Regions from separate parts of the Zea mays genome. Here regions 2 and 3 are each linked to region 1. The links are chromatin contacts, called in public Hi-C maps. All regions are on one chromosome and are shown on one strand. The core of a region is the stretch at or near the end of the contact, and the rest is flanking DNA. Distances in the headings are between cores, read along the strand shown.

The links. A called contact is a pair of places that touch in the nucleus more often than the background predicts.
Region 2: a contact with region 1 is called in a Hi-C map of tassel, with 2.3 times the contacts expected there. The contact joins the enhancer-like site here to the promoter of LOC103626393 in region 1. A contact is called at or near these places in 3 of 25 Hi-C or Micro-C datasets (ear, leaf and tassel).
Region 3: a Hi-C map of tassel shows a contact between it and region 1, with 3 times the contacts expected there. The contact joins the promoter of LOC100216667 here to the promoter of LOC103626393 in region 1. A contact is called at or near these places in 2 of 25 Hi-C or Micro-C datasets (ear and tassel).

Annotation. Positions count from the first base shown.
Region 1 is chr5:56,966,880-56,970,853 of Zm-B73-REFERENCE-NAM-5.0, reverse strand. It overlaps LOC103626393 (E3 ubiquitin-protein ligase BRE1-like 1), which reads right to left and starts at 2,132. Exons shown (of 21, transcript NM_001346887.1): 1 at 1,998-2,132.
Region 2 is chr5:56,702,767-56,706,672 of Zm-B73-REFERENCE-NAM-5.0, reverse strand. No RefSeq gene overlaps it. Among protein-coding and RNA genes, the nearest start is that of LOC103626388, 30 kb to the right of the region's middle. Within about 2 kb of position 2,257, at least 20 of the 20 cell types and tissues checked have an H3K27ac peak or open chromatin away from gene starts, as enhancers often do. A contact at or near this core is called in ear, leaf and tassel, where this site is marked.
Region 3 is chr5:56,503,977-56,507,808 of Zm-B73-REFERENCE-NAM-5.0, reverse strand. LOC100216667 reads left to right here and starts at 1,718. Exons shown (of 9, transcript NM_001143076.2): 1 at 1,718-1,819; 2 at 1,904-2,154; 3 at 2,285-2,394; 4 at 2,510-2,560; 5 at 2,767-2,910; 6 at 3,040-3,129. The coding sequence starts at 1,959.

The sequences.
Region 1 (3,974 bases), core at 883-3,382:
CTAGCAGACTCATGGCCTAGGTTACGTCAAAAGTTCAATAATCTTTACCAAGAATATAGCATTTGGTTCTATACACTTATAGATACCTGAATATTATAAAAGGGCAGACCAGGCTCCAACATAAGTGGGGTCTAGGGAAGGGATAAACCAAGGAGAGCCTTCCCCCGCAAATGCGGAGATACCTGAATATTATATTGTGCCTAAATCCTCCGATGTTTATCATTTTATAGTATTCAGGTGGATGAATACCTGAATATTATATTGTGCCTAAATACCTGAATTTCTAATTCTGCTTACCCTCTCCTCTCCTCTATGCGGCTTATATAGTCCTGCGGTCCTGCCACCTAGCACCCCCCCTCTTTAGCCGGCTGTTGGGATATCCGTGGGCGCCTATGCTGATACGTACAGCAGACAAAAAGCATCAATAACAAGGATCAAAGTACAGGGCTCTGGTAACATTATTAGACATGTGTTCCTCCTCTCCAATAGCCACAGCAGGTTCACAAGTTGAAGCACTCCAGCTGGCAACCGAGTCAAAATCTCTTATAGGTTGGGCCGCCTCGACTCGTGGGGCAGATTACGGGCAATTAGCGCTCGGCATCAAGGCTGCTTCCAACTCAGGTCGTAATTCTTCATGATAGGTCGATGTATATCCTTTCCATGCCCCTTTGCATCCACCATGCCTCCAAGCCGGCAAGCCAGGGAACCCAAGGTGCTAGCCATGCAACCATGCAGCGCATGCAAAGGGACCGAAACAGCTGCCCTGAATTTCACGGCCACATCCATGATAGGCAAGGCACAGCCAGCTGCATGCACCAACGGACCCTGTGGCTGGAATCATGGGGTGTTACAAGATACCAAGATGTTTGTTTAGAATGTCGCCATCTACACCGCGACGCCAGCTAGGGTTTCAACTCATTGGTCTTGTTGGTGGCAAGCTGTATTTGGAAACATATAAATGGGTGTGTTTCCTTTTTAAGGGCTTCTCGCCTAATTTTGATGACATCATGTGGGGTATTAGAGATGAGGCCCAAGATGTGGGTATGGCAGGAGCCGAGGGGCTCCGTAGCATATGGACATGATGGTCTCTCTTTCTTGGTCACTGGTTTGCACTATTGTCCATTCGGCGAGTCCTTTCCGTATTTATTCTTTTACCCCTACTAAGGGTTGTACAAGTTATCTAGAGCCTTTTTCTTCTTAATATAATAATGCAGAATTCTCCTGCATGTTCGGGGAAAACGGACATTCATCATCCGTTATTTCTGAATTACGTTTCAGGTTCTGGCACATGCTTGCTTTTCCACTTCGATTCGCTTCCGTTACCAAGTAAACCATATCAGGACATAGCTTGCGCTTTTGCACATCTATTGATGTGTCTATGATTCCTTTTGTACTCAAACCTTATATATTGATGATACATAAACTCTGTAACATCCGGCCCACTTGTGAAGTGGTGACACCGCAGCCCAGTCCATGGCCCAAGTCGAGATGCAAGAGTTGATACAAAAGGACATCCAGAACACGACAGGGCATCGAAGAGAATATTCAGAACAGTTTCCAGTCGTCTTCCTCGTGAAGAAGCGGCAAGGCGAGTTTGTCGGAGCCACATTCCTCGTCGACGGCGGCCACAGGACGTGACAAACTCGTCCAGATGTGGAAGTATTCATGGGCGCAGCAACACCAATAGAGACATAATATTTTTAAAACTGAATTCAAAGAATTTTAGAATCTAGTCTTACACAAATGAATCCAACCCTGGGTTTGAGAAAAATCCCACTGGTGACAGCCCTGGGTCCCAAATCCATCCACACCAAATCCATCCACATCGATTTTTTTCATACTCCACAGCGAGTTAGGGTTGGGGCTCACCTTGGGGTAGGGGCGGACCCAATAACTCCACAGCGAGTTAGGGTTGGGCTCACCTTGGGGGCAGGGGCGGGCCCAACAAAAGACATGGGTGTCACCAAGCAGGAAGAGAAGACAAAGAGCGGGCATACCTGGTGTGGTGGGTGCTCGTCGCCGGCAAAGGGTCCGCCCAAGACCTGGGCAGCTGGCGTAGGGCGGCGGCGGTGGTCGCCCTAGGCGAGGTAAACTGGGCTACGGGAGAGAGAAACAGCGAAAACAGTTGTGAACTCCAGTCTCCAGTCTCCACTCAGGAGAGCGAATTCCTCCGGGACTACTATTACAGCTTCTCCACACGCGCTACTGGGCCGATTTGTGTGCGCGTGCAGGTGCAGAACTGCAGACGCTGATGTGCATGACTACTAGGTTGGTTCGTTAGTGAGAGCAGCCCATGAAAATGATTCGTTCTTTCTCCGCTTTCTTTTCCTTTTTTTTCTTTTTTCCATGGCAATTGGTTCTCTTTGTTATATTATTATGTTTTTTGCTTCTTTTGAAATTTGTGTTCTACAGTATGTTATAACCTTTTATTCCATGAGATTTTTTCTCCCAGTCCTTAACATTTTTTCTTGTGGTGTTGGGATGTGTTTTCTCATGACGTTGGAATACAATTTCTTTGTGATTGATGTTAGACAAAATCTCCTAGATATGGAATATTTTAGTCCATGAAGCTGTAGTATTTTTTCTAGTTAAGCTATAACTTTTTTCTTAACATATTATTGTTTAAGTAAAAAAAATTATCTTGTTAAGTTGAGACAGTTTGTTTCTGATCCAGCACACTTTCCCACACCACTTCTCTAGTTTGTACTCACTCAAATTAAAATTTGTTTTAGATAATTAATAAATTCATATAATATTTGATGTATGTGTTTTATATATGTGTCTAGATTTATCATCATTCATTTGAAATAGACATAAAAAACAAGTGACGGTAGAGTCTTAATTTCTTATCTGTACTAACTATTAAGGTTGGATTGTAGACTGCCCTCGCCCTGCAACCGCCGCTCCGCTGCCCGCCGCATCTCACGCTCTGCAAATCCTGCTCGCCTGCCGTTGCTTCTCCTGCACGCCCGCCGCGATGCACGCCTGGCCTACCACACGCACGCCGCCCGCGTGCAGCACTCCCCTGCCTGACGCCTTCGCTCGCCATGCCCTGCCCCCGTTCGCATCCGCCGCGAGATCCCCGCCCTTCCACCCAAACCCTGCCCCACACCTCGTGCCCCCGTCTCCGCTCGTGATGCCCCTGCCCGCCTCACCGTCGTGACAGCCGCATCCACGTCCACCGCGAGATCCCTGCCCTGCCCCTCGAAAACCCGTTGCCGCAGCCCTCCCCGCGTCCCCCCGCCGCTACAGCCGCCGGGTTGGCCTGCGGTGAGGTCACCGCCCCCCAACGAGGTAGGATGACGTGCCCTCGCCCGACGCCCCTGTCCGCCTCACCAAAGTGCCAGCAAGGTAGTCGAGCGCTCTTCCTCCACCCCACGCTCCGCACATGTCGCGGCCCCCGCCCGCCTCACCGCATCACCAGCGAGGTAGTCGAGCGCTCTTCCTCCACCCCACGCTTGCCAACGCCTCCCGTGCGACCAGATGCTGACGCCTTCCCCCTATCTCATCCCCACCCGACGCTCCCGTGTACCGCCTTCCAGGCTCCCACATCGCAGCAAGGTAGGACGCCACCACGCTCTTCCACCACCCCGCGAGGTAGTCGAGGTTGAGCTGCGGCTCTCGTGCAGCGTCCCTGGCATGGGGTTTGTTTCTCCCTCCAAATTATCATTTTTTGTCACGCCAGTCTTTTGTTCAATTCTTTTGGCAGGATTGTCTTCTCTTCACGTTGTATGTGCTGCCCACTCCATTTTATTTTCTTCTCCACAGGTACTGCATGAATTTGTTGTTGCAATTTATATTAGATGCAGTAACCGAATCTCTGGATGTCATTAGCTGATTGACATTAATCTTGTGTCGTGCCATTAGAATAAATGGTATTTAGATAAACATGCTACAACTTTGTTACAGGGATTATAATTCATTCACACAATAGTTGTTGCAGGGCAGATTTCAGGCATAGTCCCTTAATGGGA
Region 2 (3,906 bases), core at 1,008-3,507, 260 kb after region 1:
GGCTCGGCCCGCTCGTGCGAACCAGTCTAACTTCAGCCGGTCTCAACTGGTATAACGTATCTTGTTTGTGCACTTGTACCAAATAAGCCAGGCCCAAGTGAGCCGATGTTTGCCACACATAGACGAAGCCAGTTTTGTGTCTTGGGAGCAGCCACGAGCAGTTGGTTTGCACCACGAGCAGCCGAGCTCCAGAAAAACGGAGCCTGCCTTCATTTCCTGGGAGCCAGGCTGAAGAGCCACCTTTGCATGCGCAGAACCGAGCTCTAAAGCGAGTCAGACCACACAAACACGTGGGTTGCATCCCGCCAGCACAGCCGGGCCACCAGGCCAATGTCGCAAACGTGCCCTAAGTCTCTACTCTCCTTAATGAAATCCAATAGCTGGATAACCAATTTACACGTTGCTAGGCTTGCAGCATGTTCCAAGTTGGTAAAGACTAGAGATGGCAATGGGTACCCGCTACCCGAAACCCGGTGGGTTTTTACTCTATTAGGATATGGGTTTGGGTCAATTTCTGTACCCATGAGTTTATTAATGGATTCAAATGAAAACCCAACGAGTACGTGGGCATGTTCTTCCACTAACCATACCCGCAAACTCATGGGTTTTTAAAACTCACCTTAAAATCATCATTCCTTATAAATATATCTCATAATATTATTAATTGAATATGTTCTAATTAAAATAAACTTCATGTAACAAATTTTAAGCTAAAATTAGTTATCACTTGTTCTTTTTATCCCTGCTTATTAATGTATTGATTGTTATTTACGTGATAAATTATTTTTTATGTTGATGTTAGTGGATATAAAAAACCCATTGGATATCCAAAACCCGCATGGATATGGGTTTGGACAAAATTTTATACCTGCCATGAATATGAGTTTTTTAGCGGGCATATTTTTTCTTTGCGGGTATGTATTTGGATAAGTGAGTTTGGACAAATAATACCAGCGGTTTTTAGCCGCTGCCATCTCTAGTAAAGAGCCTGGTCGGCAAGGACAAGGTGGTAAGGTGCCTAGTCAACCAGCTCTACCAATTGGGACCGTTGTCGTGTGCCTGTGTTACAGTTTGTTTGCTCCAAGTTGCAGAATTATCACAAGCCTTTTAAATTTGTTTGTCATGCACTTGTAAAGATATTTCTCATTTTCTCAAGTTACATACTTGGACGTGTAAGGTGCATTGTTGGCGTTAGTGTATCTTAGAATTCAGTTGACTCGGCTTTACATGATATTACTTGGAAAATGAATCATCTGCAATCTTTTTTTGACAAAAAAATTGTCATATGCATCGATGGAAAATCAGGAATCAAAGATGGGGATTGTTGGGTTGCTCAGGTAACCGCTCAGGAGGAAACAATGCAGGATCATTTCCCAAGCCCATCGAGCAGAGCTCTCAGCTGATGAGAACTCATCATCGCAACAAAAAATATTCATGTCGCAGATGCGTTGCCCGCGTCTGTGTACTTGTATATTGAAATTCAGTGAACTCTGTCAAGCATGATAGTACTTGGAAAACGAATCGTCTGGATCCCTATTTATGGGGCTTTTTCATTGCCAAAACAATGTCATCTACATCGATGCAAAATCACAAATCAAGGATAAGGATTGTTGGGTTGCTCAGGTAACCGCTCAGGAGGAAACAATGCAAGATCATTTCCCAAGCTCATCGAGCAGATCTCTAAGCTGATGAGAAATCATCATCGCAACACCAATACCAAAAAAAATTAAGAACCCGAACGCCGCAGAACAACTCAGAAAACCACAGATTGGAGACCGCGGATCACGGCAGAACCGCACAGAAAGCCACATATCGGAAAAAAGCGGACCAGATCTGGGTTCAGAGGAAGGAAACGAGTGGCTCGGACTACTTTTAAGCTCAGCAAGGCAGTGGGGATTAAACCCCGCCGCCGATCAGACGAGCGAACCATAGTTTTTCGTCATCGCCATCATACTACCTCCTCGTCAATACCGATCAGGCGAACCGCAAGCGGAATCATGGAAGAAAGCATCAGGAACCAAAATGAAAGGGCGGCGCGTAGATCAAACCTACATGGAAGACAATGAAAGAGAAACACAGACAGCAAATCCCGCGTAGAACACCGTAGCAAGATGTGTGCCGACAAGTGACAAGAACACGGTGCGCGAAGGGTGGAGAAGGCGGCGCGGCGGAACAGGCGATGAGAGGAACCCTACGCTAGGATGCGCTCGGGCTGGCCGGTCCATTTATATAAGCCGGCTGCTCGGCGCATGCCCACGAGGTTGCCGTGTGGTGGGCCGTGACCCTAGCCCATCGGACGGAAGCTTCTTCCTCCTGGGCCGAGGGAAGGCAGATGTTGCTTGTGAGAAGTTCTTTTGACCCTCAAGGCTTCAACATCGGAGTTCAATTGTACCCCTCCAGTTACTACCTCAGCCATGACAGATTAATGTTACTATAGTTCAACGAAAAAATAGACTTTATAAAAGAAGCTAAACAGTACTGTTTTTTCTTCTACAAAATATCCAAATATTGTTTTTTCTAAAAAAAATTACGTGATTGATAATTTTAGGATCTTGTTTAATCTTCGAAACCTTGTTTTAATAAAAAAAATATATGAAGTCTAGCTTCGAGCCAGCTTCAAGATTATACAGGGTGCCCTCGATGCTAACCATGCTAGCCGGCTGATTCGTCCGTGAAGCCCATTTGATTAAATAAAAAAAGGACAAAAATAAACCTACCATGAAGAGGGGATTCAAACATACGCCCTCTCAGAGCGAAGGCGGATAACAGTATAACACTAATTGAGGTCAACTATGTTATATACCAAATAGAAATTGCAAAAAATTATATAACCGTGTAGGGTCGAGTAGGCACTACAAACAAGATAATTGCCAACACATGACACTATTAAATGAACTGTGTATCGGGCTGACCTGCTAGACACAACGTCAGGGGCGGATCTCCACCCGGGGCTGCCTGGGCTGCAGCCCCGGTCGGCAGTCACGGCCCAGTAGAGGCCCATCGTCGCGCGACGTGACCTAGCGGCAGCCGTCCTGCGTCCAGCCTCAGCTTCAGCCGCCGCAGCGCCGCTCCCTGCCGTCTGCTTTCTTCTACCCGCCTCGGCACCTCCTGGCTCCTGCTTCCTGGTCCTGCGGTCCTGCCTCCTCTCCAGCGCGCTCGCCCGCGGCCCGCCATCGCCAGGCCGCCACCGCCAGCCGCCCAGGCGCTCGCGGCTCGCCCCGTCGCCCGCCACCCGCAGCGCGCTCGCGGCTCGCCCGCCACCCGCAGCGCCACACCGCGCTCGCGGCTCGCCCACCAGGCCGCCACAGCCAGGCGCGGTCACGCGGAGGCGCCAGCCGACAGGACAGCCGCGGAGCGCAGCTGCGCAGGCCGCAGCAGCCCGAGGCCCCGAGCGGCGAGTTGTGGGGGAGAAATTTCCAATACGTCGTCGTTGGCATCTTGTCGTGACGTCTTGTCTGCATTCCATTACTTAAGCAATAGGTTTGTTGATCCCAGTGCACGGTTTACTTGTCCTGCAGGAGCGATGGATTTCTCTTAGCGTCACGTTCTTTGGGGTTCTGGCGTTCGTGCTTGGTGTCATCGCCGAAAACAAAAAGGTCTGCCATTTCTCCTGTTACATGAGCATTGATCATTATGCCTTTTCGTTTTCCTCGCTAAGTATGGTGAATCCAGCGCGAGTTTAGGCGAATTTCTCGATACTGAAATGTGAACAAGGGTCATCTTAATAGTATTATTCATATTACTATATCATAGATGTTGTTAACAATTTTTACTGAATTTTTTTTTTGTTATAGTCTTAACTTAGTAGCCCCTCTCTTGGATCAATCCTGGATCCGCCACTGCACAACGTATTCGATCATCTATATTCTGATACATGTCTCTATAGTCCCATAAATATAATAATGG
Region 3 (3,832 bases), core at 469-2,968, 460 kb after region 1:
TCTAGTAGTATTATTAACCGACATGTATTTTTAAGGGGTTGTCAAAGTTTGCAACGTCTAAGTGAATCTTGCCACACTTTTACATATCATTAACAAGTGAGACCTACGCAGCTTGAGGAAAATCTTGTCACAACTGCGGCTACAAACCAAACACATATCTAACTCGGTCAGACCTTAGGATGGTGGCAACACGATTGAGAGTGTGGGCGAGAGAGCGCTCCTATCACCGGGGTCGGGGCGAGAGCGAGCCGGTGGGCGACGCTGCGACCGCCCGACGAGAGTGGGTGATATCGCCTCACTCTCGTCCGTGTTGGAGCGTGCCCTCGAGCAAGGACAGGTGAGAGGCGAGTGATGTGTTGGCAGAGGTGAGACACTTGCGAGAGTGAGGTGGTGGGTTCTGATTGGTCTAGATGGTCACGTCATCATCACGTGTGCAAGCCGTTTTCAACTGTTTGGAGTCCAAAAAACATGAATTTTGTTTTTGCAGTAAGTCACAAATTTTATCCCCAATCCTTGTAGTATGTTGGAGGAAGATGAGGATGGGATTGAGGACTCCGATTAGATGTATATAATTTTTTATTTGTCATGCACTTTTATTTTAATTACTATGCACTCCGTAATTTTTAATTCAATAAAAAATTAGTACGTTGTGTGATTTGTAAGCATCAAAACGAATCTACGTGAATTACTTAATTCTGAAATAGAAAAGCTGATGTGACTATGGGTCACGGATAAGAGTGAAGCAAAGAACTAACGTGGTAGTGGTGAGTATAGATGTTCAAATGGGTGGGACGTGCCGGCCCGAGCACGGTTAGGCCCAACACGGATTGGGATCGTGCCTGCCCGACCCGGATTAGTTAGCGAGCCGTGTCGTGCCGACCCACGGGCCCCAAGCGAGGCCCAGGCACGACCCGCTAGATCAATAATCGTGCCGGACCCGCCCATGACCCGATGGGCCTATCAGGCCAATAACAACATATGACATTTAAATGATAAAAATATCCTAAAAGTATGCATATTTGAGGGTTAAACCATATTTATTAGCTCTAAACATTTATTTACACCCACAACCAACAAAAACAAATGTTTCTTTTGTTTTATACTCTATATTCAAGTATAATATATGTATTTATACAAAAAATAGAAAAAAAAATAAAAACGGGCCGTGTCCGAAATCCGGCACGGGTTTGGCCCGACACGAACCTGGCACGGCCCGGTGATCGGGTCGAACTGGCACAGGCCCGGTTCACTACGTACCGTGCCAGGTTCGGAAAAAAGTTCTTTACATACCGGATGTAAAAGAATCTCTTTTACAGCCCCTCACATATACCAGATGTTGTTCCATATAAATAGAAGAAAAACAAATTACTAAAGAGTTTTTTTGTAAATTTTAATCTGTGTTTGTGGGCCTTCGAGTGGTGGATGTGAGAGGTTGTAAAAGAATTTTCTTCCGTCAGATTCGTGTCGGATCAAACTCGTGCTAGGTTTGGGACCGCCCGATAAGTCCGGCCCGTCTAGACATCTAGAGCGGTGAGAGAGGGATAGTGCACTGTCAGCAGCCTTAAACGTGATAAAAAATAGCCAAACAAGCCAGATCATCACTAGCATATGCAGGTATGCTGGCGCGTATGGGCATCGGAGAAGGCCCATTAAAAGCCCAACTACAACCAAGCGAACGTATAACTACGGCCACCAGTCTTCTCCCACTCCCAGTGCCAGCCGCCTTGCGCTTGCCCTCTCTGCGACGACTGGGTGCGCCGCCGCCGCCGCTGTCCTACGTCAGGTGTCGAAGCCTTCGCCGGCGAAGAGCGCTCACCAGGTATCCCCCCCCCTTATTTTCCCTGTCCTGCTGTGCCAGAGCGAGTTTTCAAGCTATTTGACTATTTGATGCCTGCTCCCAAAGATTATCCATCTACTAGATTCACCCCTGGTGGAGGAGGAGAAGAAGGTAAGCGAAGATGCTACGGCGGAACATACGTCAGCGTCGGGAGTACCTGTACTCCAAGAGCCTCGAGGGCCCCCAGCGGGCGCTGTTCGAGAAGAAGCGCCGGATCCGGGCGGCGCTCGAGGAGGGCAAGCCCATCCCCACCGAGCTCCGCAACGAGGAGCACGACCTGCGGAGGCAGATCGACCTCGAGGACCAGGAGCGTCAAGGTGCGCTGTTGCCGTATCCCCTCCTCCATTTGTTGTAGGGCGTGAGAGGTTTGCATCGTCGTTTGTGTCTGGTTAATGATGTGTTCGCTTACTCTGTTGTTGTGTGGATCGGTGAATGGGTGTGCTGCAGTTCCCAAGAGCATCGTTGACAACGAGTACGCTACTGCCACCATTCGGGAGCCCAAGATACTATTGACCACTTCTCGCAATCCTAGCGCGCCCCTAACTCAGTTTGTTAAGGTATGCTTTTGTTTTTCTGGATGGAAATTTCTAGACGCTTTCCGTGGGTCCAAATGATGCATTGCATTCAGGCTTTCAGCTAAACCGACCTTTCTGGTTCTTTTGCTGTGCCTAGGAGCTCAAGGTTGTCTTCCCAAACTCACAAAGAATGAACCGTGGTGGACAGGTATAAGATGCTCTTTTGTTTATGCCACATATATCAACAGTTCTTGTTGTGAATCCTTTGCAATAAATTAAAACTTAGGTCTATGATGTTTAGGTAGCGAACATATTGCCACGCACAATTCGTGTGCTTTAGTGTATCCTGCACTCTAGTATTTTGTTTCTCTTTGTTATTGTTGTTGTTCACTCTCCCATCTGTATTTTTCGCAGGTCATATCAGAAATTGTGGAGGCCTGCCGCTCACATGATATAACAGATCTTATTCTGGTCCATGAACACCGTGGTCAACCTGATGGTTTGATTGTCTCCCATCTACCACATGGTCCAACTGCATACTTTGGGTTGCTCAATGTGGTAAGTGTGCTTATCGGTTTTTGAAGTATATATATTCTGAGCTGGTGCTGGCCATAAGTGTACAGATTACAGAATGAGTGCAGAGTGCCCACACTTGGTTGTATCCTGAGGCTTTGTTGTTGTGTGCAGGTGACACGTCATGATATCAAGGACAGGAAGACGATGGGCAAAATGTCAGAAGCTTACCCCCATTTAATACTGGACAACTTCTCAACCCAGGTGGACCATACATGCATTGTTTCATATGCACAGTTTTTTTAGTTTGCCCTCGCGCCTTATCTTTGTTGTCATAGCGTCTTGTTCACCATGTGTGCTTGAAAAGTAAGTAAACTGAGTAGTTTGGTTGAAAATGCTGCAGTGTGTGTGTGTCGGGGGGGGGGGGGTGTTTTTTTGTTTATCTTATTCCTTATCAGCTTGGAAGAAGGATGTCAATGCAGCCATTACGAACTGGGGGATCCTGTGATGATTGGTTCTAATCTGAGAACTTTTCAAGAGCTGTTCTCCCTTGTACACATACTAAGTATTAGTTGTACTACCTTTGACTCCACCTTGTTAGGCATACATTACTAGTTTGATGATGACCTTATCTGAATATTCCTCTCAATAATAAGCTGCTGAGCCCTCCCAGTTCTGCAATCTACTGCTTCTGTTACATTTTTCTCTAGGACATTTTCCGCTTCCGCTGCTGTTTCCAAACATGTTCACTGTTTTGTTTTGTTTGCCTTGTCTGTATTGCTCAATGTTTGATTTAACAATAGTTCCAATCCAAAATATTACTGCTGCTCACATTGAACAAAATGTTGAATGTAAACAAGTGTTCAAACTACAGTTTATACTTTTCTTACTACCTTGTGTGGCTGCCATGATGGACTTCTCGTTAACCTGAGACATAGTATGAGGATCGAATCTATCCATTCAAAGA